Linked DNA regions of Zea mays: region 2 is linked to region 1. A link is a contact called in public Hi-C data. All regions are on one chromosome and are shown on one strand. The core of a region is the stretch at or near the end of the contact, and the rest is flanking DNA. Distances in the headings are between cores, read along the strand shown.

Region 1 (4,790 bases), core at 847-3,346:
ACCAGGATGACTCTTCAGATCCTCGTGACCTCACTGCTAGTCGTAGCAATACAAACAAACATGGTATATACAACATTAACATCACACCAAACATAAGTACAAACTGAATAATAATAATTTACGCGAAGCTACGAGATCGTGGGAACAAGAACCACTACAATCGGAGTTACGGTTAAGGAGTTATGATTTTATAGAGGATTTATGTGATTAAAATATTAAAATATATTATAAATTGGTTAATATAAATCATATGAGAGGTTATTCTATAAATAAATTATCTCAACTTTAATCTAGGTTATGAATTGACCATAGATCATCTTCTAGTAGACTATAATGATAAGTAGATTAACAAGACTATCCCACATAAATTAAATAAAGATCTAATTAGAAAAGAATGAGACATGATATAATAAATGTTGTTACTACGTAGTAAATATTTATACGGGACTAACGCAACTTGAACGGATCAAATCGGAGTTCAAACGAAGAAGTTATGAATTTCCAAAGTTTGTATGTATTTGATATGAGATTAATTAGGAGATCAATTTTATTATTATTTTCATGACAAAACAGATACACTAAGTATTAAACAATATTAATACAAAATTATAGGAACTAGAATGGATTAAAAAGGAGCTAGTTGAATTTTCTATGAATTATACAAGTTCCTACAATTATTTTTGTACTATAAATCACTTTCCATAATGTTTTTCTCAATTTCCTTGGTCACTTGACTGCGCATCGAATACGGAATAGTGCAGGGATTGATCTACAAAAATTCCCTAGACTCAGATTCCTACCAGAGAGGACTGCGGGTTGATTACTGTGAAGATCTGGGGCTCTTACGCAAAAGTGGCATGGTGAAGGGGTACGGGTCTTTCTGAGCCGCCAGATCGCGAATCAAGGGTTTGGATTAGAAACCTCTCACATCTAAATTGGTATACGACATGCTGCGTTGGATTCGTGATCAAGGGCCGAGGATATGCCACACCCCCACCACACCGAGCCACATGATCCCAGATCGACGCTCACCCATCAAAGTAGGCAAAGGATACCCTCACATCTAATCCAACGCGTTGGCAAAAGATCCAATGGCCAGGACCCGATCTTCTTCCCTCAGTTTGCCTGCCGTGGAGACGTGCGAGTACCGCGGCGGAGCTACCGGCGGCGAGCAGCGCGCCTGGTGCCCCGGAGCCCCATTTACCCAACCGGAAGGTTCAATACGCAGGGGAGATTATTACGAGCTAATTGGTAGGTGTTTACCCCGGTGCTGTAGCGCGGGCGCTGCCGCCCACGGGAGCAGTAGCATGGCGGCGGAACATCCGACATCGACGAGCAATTAGGGCACTTCGGGTGGGTCTCTTCGCACGGCCAACATACGCCTACACGCGGGATGATGCGGCAGTTTGTCTAGACCACCCAATTCGTCCCGTGCGGCGGCGCACGAGAATCGCCCCGCGGCAGCCCCAAGGTTCGGTGGCGGAGGACTTCTCCGATGAGAAATTTCCCATGTTTGGCCGGCTCCCCAAGCCCAGTGACTCCCCGCGTGCACTTCAGACCCGACGATGAAGCCACGGGTCCAAACACCTAGAGGAGAGTCGATGCGGACGGAGGTCACTAGTGGTGGTGGGTGCGAAAACGGCCGAGCGGCGCTCTTTCCTCCCCAAATCTCTCCCTACACGCGGTGGTGTTGACGGCTTTGCACAAGGGTAGGCAGGAGAGGTAACAGGAAGCCCGACCAGCGCTTAAATCCTGGCGGAGCTCGGTTCCAAATCTACTACCTACCGAACCGCGATTGGCGCGGGCAGTTGAGCTCCGGCTCCGCCCAGTACGGCGTTCCGTGAGAACGACTCGCGCCGGGATGAACAAACTGAGCACGCGATCCATGTGCCAGTGATAGCACCGGAGGATAGACTCAGGCCAGCGCGGGTTTCGGATCGAGGGGTATCCCATTGAACAGATCGCGGCAGATTCCGGAATGGAAGGCTGGCCATGCGGAACGGAGGTGGATAACAGGGGAAGACAATAGAGCTGTCCTAGCAGGCCCATCCGTCATCGCCACAACATGGAGCAATCCGCGCGCGCGTCGTGTGTGACTGCCAGACGGGACCCGCGTGGCAGTGAGTGCGTGTGAGACCGGCCCACTCGTCAGCACCGGCGGAGGTATTCCTGGGCCAAGGAGAGGGGAGAGGGAAAAGGAGGTGGGCCGCGGGGTGACGAATTCAGCCCAAGACGCGTCTTATTTTCTTATTTTCTTTTTCTTTTTATTTCCTTTTCTTCTCAATTTCTTTTCTTATTTATTTTCAATTTTAAATTCAAAGTTCATGGCAAATTCGTCTTCACATTTATATGTTCAATTCCTCTGAACATAGCATGGATAAGTTTTATTTATTTATAAATTTATTTTGTTTTGCATAGTGTTTTCGCTCTTGCTTTATATATATTATTTCCTATTTCCATTTTCCAATTCCTAAATTGTATCTTTGGGTTAAATCCCAATTCTCATCTCATTAATATATTCACACATTATTCCTTTTTGACTTAAAAATTCAAATTCAATACATACTCAAAATCAATTATGAAGCAAATAGATATCTATTTATTCTAATTAATTTATTTGTTTGATAAATGTTTGAAATATGAAACACACTCATATTATTCCTTTCTTTTTAGAAAAATAAAATTTTGAATGTGGGATGAGAAATAAAAGTCACTTCAAAATTTGATATTCATGCAAATAAATGCTCATGGTGCATCATTTAATGATATGCATAATTATTTAGTTGGATAGAAAACTTTTCTATTTTTCCAAAATAATTCTTCGTTTTCAAAATTCAGTCCTCGATTCTCAGTACTCAAGTATAATTCGAGATTTCTGAATTTACTATTTTTTTTTCTTATACAAATTTTGGGCCTTACAAAAGTTGAGCAGGAACTTGTCGCGAAGCCCTTTCCAGGACTCGATGGACAGTGGCGGTAACTTGGTGTACCAAGTTAAGGCCAGGCCTTCGAGTGCGATGATGAAGGACTTGGCCAAGGTGGCGTCGTCCCCTCCGGATGATGCGACGACGACCTGGTAGCTCATGATGTACTGAGCTGGGTCGGTGCTGCTGTTGTATTTCGGGTAGGTGCCGGCCCTGAAATTGACGGGCTAGGGTGATGCTTGGAGCTGCAGAGCCAGAGGACTTCACTCGTCGAGATAGTTGATCCCCTGGAAAGCGGCGGCTGGTGGAATGAAGGCGTCGCGTTGTGGTTGGAATGGGTCTCCGGCTTGAATGTATTGCTGGAGAGGCGTTGGCGGTGCGAGGGGTCCGCGCTGCAAGTTTTATTGGCCTTCGCCTTGTATGAGCGTGATCTCTTGCTCTAGCTCCTGAGCTCTCTGCTCCTCATCTTGTATCATGTAACACACCTTGGCTTGCATGGTGACTCGTTGGCGCTTGGCTTCGAGGATTTCTTTCTGCTTTTGCAGATGGTTGTTTTTTATGCGTAGAGCTCGTAGCTTTAGCTGGTCTTCGGCTGAGATGCTGATGACTTCTCCATCCTCTATGGTGTCTTCGCCCTCTGGCGGAGCGAAGCCTAGTGGTGGTGCTTGTGGTGCGCCCTCGGAACTGCAGGTGCGTACAGTGCCATCGGGGGTGGGGTGGTCCTGGCGCTGTCTCTTGCTATTGACAGCGTTATCTTCGAAGGCCTCTTGGGGGGTGGTGTCCGCGAGGGCCTTGCCTTTCTTCTCCGCCAGTAGTGCTGCCTTCGTCGCGTCGTCAATGGATGCGGTAGCCTTCGAAGTTGCTCTCTTGGGGGCCATCGCAGGTTGTTTTTTCGTCACACGAACGGTGGGCGCCAAATGTTGGAACCTACCCTTTTAGACAGGTTGATCCAACGGGGGAATGGGAAGAGAGTTTGTGCTGCTAACACGGGATGTCAAAAGCCACGTTAATCTCCCTGTGCCTGGGCATAGTACGGGGGTATTTATAGGTACTCGAGGGGCTTCTTGTCCCTGTCAAAGACATTTAGACCCTTGAGTACCTGGTTTATCCCCATAATATTCCCACAAGGGGAGGTTACAGACAGTCATTACGGTAAACTTTATTATAGACACGACCCAAATCACGCATGTCCACGTGGGCCCCAACTCTGTGGGCCGAACCGTACATGGGCCTCTCCCCGTGGAAAGGAAGTGGGAGGTCCCGTAGACTTCGGCGGGGTCGTCATCTTGTCTTGTGTGAGCGAAGGGGGTCGAACAGGCCTCCATCCGGTTCGCGCCCTTGGCCTGTCCGGCGGGCTCTATGGATCCAGCCTTCGCCTGCGCAAGGCGAGGACAAAGTCGACGAGCGAAGGGTGGTGTGTTCGCCTTCGTCCCAACAGTCATTAAGGAGAACGTGGGGAGGGAGAGAGGGAAACGGCCGGGCACGCGAGGGAGAGGAGGGAACGCGGGGTCGGGCTCGACCGAGGGCGCTCGGCGCGGACGTCGAGGGGCATGGGTCGCGGCGGCATGGCGGCTTGGCCAGGCGCGCGCGAGGGTGTGGCGGCGTGGCCAGGGAGGAAGACGAGGGGGCCCTGACGGGTGGGCCCCACGCATCATAGGGAGAGAGGGAGGAGGGGGTTGGGGGTGCGGCCGGTTGGGCCTATTGGGCCGAAATGGCCGGTTTGGCTAGGTTTTCGGTTTTCGTTTTTTTTCTTTTTTTCTTTTCTTATTTAAAAATATAAACAAATATATTTTTAAAAATTCTAAAAATTATAATAATTATATCAAAATTATTTATAACTAAAATATTTATTTTTGGACCAATATT
Region 2 (5,275 bases), core at 2,450-4,949, 260 kb before region 1:
TTACTTTCCTTGAAAACCGCTTGCATGCTACCATACCTCTGAACGTTCTTCTATGTGGCTGACCACACTCGGTGTTGGATTACTATACTTAGAGTGATTACTTTCCTTGAAAACCGCTTGCATACCACCATACCTGTACACGTGCATGTCTATATTTGGATGGCACTAATATATTTTGATGGCACTAATGAGGCAATTCCTATTCCACCGGACACTGTTTCCATGAAACGTTGGGATACGAAAGGATTCATAGTGTATCAGTACAAAGTTTCGAACGTGAAGCTGATGAAGTCCTCAAATTACTGACAACTTTCTAAAGTTCAAAGTACACTGAAGCAGACAACCACCACCATATACAGGAATCGAGATTTTAGCAGCTGATACTAAAATACATGGAAATATCTCTATACGCAAAGCCCCTCAGATTTCGAATTTCTCAGACATTAACTTACATACACGCCATTGTTCTTACCAAGCCAATGTAGGAGTCGTCATACAGCATAATTATGTAGTAGTAATATGTAACATTCAGTTCCACGACTAATTTCTTCTAATAACTTGCATGCAGATTGGAGCAAGCGAGCAATCTATGTACCTAGTTAGGCTTGAAGAACTTGAGCTTCATCCCATTGTTAACTATGCTCCAGACGCCACCCAGCGAGAACGCCAGACTGAACGCTGTGCCGAGCAGACCAAGGCCCCAGTTGAGGTACCAGCTGAAGCTGAACCTCTCGGGCTTCTTGACGCAGATCCACATAAAGCACGGGTAGGCGAAGGTCACAGGCAGGGTGAGCCCGCCCAGCAGCCCGGCAAGGCTGGAGAGAAATGGCAGGGCCACACTGATGAACAGCGAGAGGAACCCGTAGAAGACCCTGAACCCTGACCGTACCCATGCCGAGCACGGGCGGTTGGTGCGGCCGGTGTAGTAGGCCTCAAAGCTGTCAAACACCGGCATGGAGTAAATTTGGAAGCTGCTGAGGCAGTTGAGCACGACGAGGAGGCATGTCGTCGCGAGAACGCCCTGCGAGATGTCATGGCTGTGGAAGGCGTAGAGTGCCGCCAGCATCCCTCCTGGTGGCACCTGCAGGGTATGGCAAGAGTATGAGCACAAGGGTCCAGGGATCGTTAGGTGCATCATAATTAAGTCATGGTCAGACCGATGAGCTAAGCAAGCATCATGAAGTACTTGCCATGTTTCCGTAGGCCCAGTAGCCTCCAACTGCAACGGGGAAGAGGCACATTGCAATCAGGAGATACGCTACTTTGGCCCCACGCCACATTGGCACATGTGCTGGATGTTTGAAAGTCGATGGCATTGTTGCCTGCAAAATCTCAATGACAAAGCACACACATGAACACATGAAGTTACCAAATGATGTCACTGATGACAGAAAGAGAGGCTCCGAGCCAATGATTGATCAAAGATAAATTATACTGACCTGTATTTCCAGAGCAAGATTGTGCCCTCTGAAGGCAAACGCTATTATCCCGAGGGCATTCAAGATTGAGAATAGGGATAAACCGAAAGAATTGGATGTCACTGGGTCATAAGATACTGTCGGTGGCCGCGGTTGGCTGACAGAGAGAACCCATGACATGGTACAGTACATTATCGCAGTCGCCCCACCGATGAGTGAAAGACCAGCGATTGAATTGAGATTCGGAAGCTGGGAAAGAATAACTGCCAAGGATGTGAACACCAAGTACCACTCGACTGTCGTAATGGGATTCGGCGAGCAGAGTGGGCCACACACTATTTGGAAGAACAGCTTCATGGTCTCCCCTCCAACAAGGATCAGTGCAGTTGCAGTGCCTGCCGAGAGATAAATAGTTGGGAAAAGAGCCAGCCACATTCCCATTTTTTCTCCTGGATGAACAATATATATTTGTGAGTATATAATTGGTGGAAATCCTTTTCCGTCATGTGACTTGTAGGTGTAGCTATCGATGAAATAGACAAAAGCCACATTGCATGTCTCAGTTTGGTGCAACCAGAAGGCAATAATAATTCCATGTAGATAAAGGGATAGTTTGATAAGAAGGTGGTAGCAAAAGGTAACATATTTCTGCCGTTCTGTAATGCATGACATGAAAGCGATATGTTATCTGACAGAGAAGCAGCTGTGGATCATGATCCAAATGCGAAGAAAACAAAAGAGCATTCCTAGATTAGCCTGGCACTACCCCCATCAGTCACGCTCCACCTCTTATTTGGAAGCAGCAAGAACTGTCAATAGAATAGTTGGGCAGTGGCGACATACAGTGATTACCCATTCATATACTGAAGACATGTCAGTGGCATTCATGGATCCAGGAATCAGTAGTAATTGTCATGAACTGGCAAAAATAGTTGAGAGAATGTCTCACCAAATGCTGCCTGTGCAAGCTCAACATATCTGTTGTACCTCCTGCCTGGCACAGCCTCATGAAGCTTCACTAGGATCCACAGTGTGTACAGTTGCCAGAAATAAGCAATAGTCAATGAAATTATCCCCCAGCTCCTGCAGTCCAAACAGTCATAAACAGTGATATGTCAGAAACGGTTCTAAACTTCAGCCACAATAATTCATTGAAGACTTCATTGGCTGAGAAGGTTGAAACCCAGTCCCAACTGGAAGCCACAACAAATGGTAAAAAATGAGAACAAGATTTTTTCCCCTTTTTCAGTTGCGATAAAGAAAGTACAATTTACCAATTAGTTGCATTTTATTTGTTCTAAGTTACACATGCTATGATTACAACAATTCAACAAACTTCAAATCAGAGAAGGAAAAAAATACGAAACCAAAGTAGTTCATGAACATATGAAATGAAGCCTGCAATAGTACCAACCTGAATTATAACTGAATGTAGCAAACGTTTACCAGACAATAAATTTGAGAAAAAGACATTAGCAAACTTGCTCCTCAAGATCTTTTACTTGCGGTCTTCCTTCTTGAAATTAACAGACTTAATCATAGGGAGTTAAGAAAACTCATGTCCCCAGATGGATCTTACTAATAGGTCTCTATGTTTGGTATTTTGGACAGATGTGGAGTGAGGACTGGGCCATCTCACCCAAATTCAGCAATCAAAATGGTTTGTGCCGGCGCCCACGACCAAGTCGAATGGCATTGACACGGCCCACGGGCAGGCGTGGTCAAGGCAAGTGAATAAGAAGTGGAAAATAAAGCTTGAAACACAGCAACCAACATCACCCAGTCACTCCTCAGAAAGAAGGCGCCATTAACAAAAGCAGAGAAAGCATGGCAGCAGCAGCAACGCTAACTTGAAATAAGCAACGGAGAATGGAGGCGAGCAGGAGCAGTGGACTGCTTTCTTACCAGCCGAGGTCCGGGAAGGCGAGCGGGAGGAGAAGTGCCTGGAAGCCGAGGCCGGCGTTGAGGGAGTGGAAAGCGGCGTAGCGGGCGTTGCCGCCGCGGCTCTCGGTGACGGGCAGCCAGGCGTCGCGCGGGTCGAGGCGCGTGAGGTGGCCCACGTCCTCCAGGTACCCGCGCAGGCCCTCCACCACGCGACGCCCTGGGGTCCCGGAGCCCTTGCTCCTGCCGCCGCCGCCCCCGCCCGCTCCGGTCGGCGTGGCCGCGCCCTCCGGCGTCGACAGACCGTGCGGCGTCGCCGGGATCGACACCAGCTCTGGCTCGCTCGCCGCGCCCTCCGCCGCCATCGCCATTGCCGTCGCTGCAGTTCTTGGGGTTCGCGAGGGAGTGATGTTTTGGAATGGGAGCTCGGGCTGGCGTTGGAAGCTGTGGAAGAAAAGGTGGCGCAGGGGAGTGTGCGGTGTGTTGTGTGTGGCGGTGGGGCGGGGTGGGGCCGCGGAGGACAGTGACTTCCGTGTCGGGGAAGAGAGAGAGAGACGCGACGCGACGCGACGCGACTGATAAGTGAAATGAATTGTGGGATTTTTGAGAAACATGCAATTGGCAGTTTACACTGTCAATTTCGAAATTTGCTACATACTATTATAACTTTTTGGTTCTTTGTTAAAAAACATTATACAGAATATTTTATTTATTTATTTTCCAGTTTTAGATCTAGTTTGGAATTCAAATCACCTTCGGAACTGAGAAGGGAGAATAGATCGATTTTGGAGAAGGTCGATTTTGGAGAAGGTGGAGAAAATATCTAATCTATCGTCGTCTTCAACATTCGGTGGTTCAATGACTTTTACCATACCATACCGCCACTGCCCTCTCATCGTCGTTCAACGCTGGGCCTCGTGAGAAGAGTCGCTGCACTGCCGCTGTGCATGATGCTTTCGTGGCCACAGTGGCGGGTGTTGGTCGGTTGACGTGCATAAGACTGTCCGCAGCGGTTACCCTTAAATTTTCTCCCCTATAACACTTTTTTTGCGTCACATCATCAACATTTCATCCTCTATTATTTCATCTACCGCAGCGGTTCCCTCTATTTTCTCCCCCTATATCTCACTACAACCATAAAATATTATTTCATATACTACTTTTTATCCACTATCAATTTTTCTTGTACTAACAATTAGAACCGGACCCACAGCACAGTACAAGGAAGAGTAGACGAGTGCGCGCTGCATCCAGCGGGAGAGAGAAGAGGTGAGCGTGTGCGCTGCGTCGTGGAGAGCACCGTAGGGGCAGCGCTGCAGCGTTTAGAGGCTACCTGTTGCCTCTACGCGAGGGGAGGGGGAGCAGCAGCGTGAGCCGCTGCAGACAGTCTAAGGGAAAGGCGGCTGCTTCGCTCGACCTTGGCCGGCGGCTAGGACGGATGCGCACTGTAGTGTCGGCAGCGGTGCGCTTGCTCTTCTCTGCACGAAACGAGAGGGGCGTACGGCGCCGAGGCCTGGATGAACGGGCGACCGATGACGGTACACGACCATGCAACGGCGAGCACGTCAAAGAACCAGGAAGGAGTCATGTCCGGCGCCCATGCCGCGCTGCAACTCACAGCACAGAGGCAGGAGCCGGTAGAAAAAAACACTCGGGCGGCGCCTTGCGAGCAAAGAGGCAGTGGAGGCCTGGGGGCGGTACAGAAACCCACACGGTGAATGATGTGTGAGCAAATTCGGCCAATGAAGTAAATGCTGCACGTGTAGTGCGAGGTGAGAGAGAGGGGAGCGCGACTGTATACTGTAGCCAGCGCGTGTTATGTCATGTCCTGGCGTGTCCCGTGTGCGTCCGCCGTCGTGGGGAGCTGAGCAGTCGGATGCGTTGAGAAACCAGTCTTGGGCCTGAAGGCCTACGTAGCTCATCTAGTTAAAACTTAGCTTTGCACTACAACGAGAGAACCTTAAGAGCTGAATATA

The links. Hi-C and Micro-C count contacts between places; a contact is called where the count stands out from the background.
Region 2: a Hi-C map of tassel shows a contact between it and region 1, with 3 times the contacts expected there. The contact joins the promoter of LOC100381796 here to the enhancer-like site in region 1. A contact is called at or near these places in 3 of 25 Hi-C or Micro-C datasets (ear, endosperm and tassel).

The regions. Positions count from the first base shown.
Region 1 is chr3:90,769,212-90,774,001 of Zm-B73-REFERENCE-NAM-5.0, reverse strand. No RefSeq gene overlaps it. Among protein-coding and RNA genes, the nearest start is that of LOC118476680, 21 kb to the left of the region's middle. Within about 2 kb of position 2,096, at least 18 of the 20 cell types and tissues checked have an H3K27ac peak or open chromatin away from gene starts, as enhancers often do. A contact at or near this core is called in ear, endosperm and tassel, where this site is marked.
Region 2 is chr3:91,029,739-91,035,013 of Zm-B73-REFERENCE-NAM-5.0, reverse strand. It overlaps LOC100381796, which reads right to left and starts at 3,699. Exons shown (of 5, transcript NM_001174593.1): 1 at 3,324-3,699; 2 at 2,368-2,501; 3 at 1,440-1,867; 4 at 1,191-1,322; 5 at 328-1,081. The coding sequence starts at 3,670. The coding sequence ends at 596.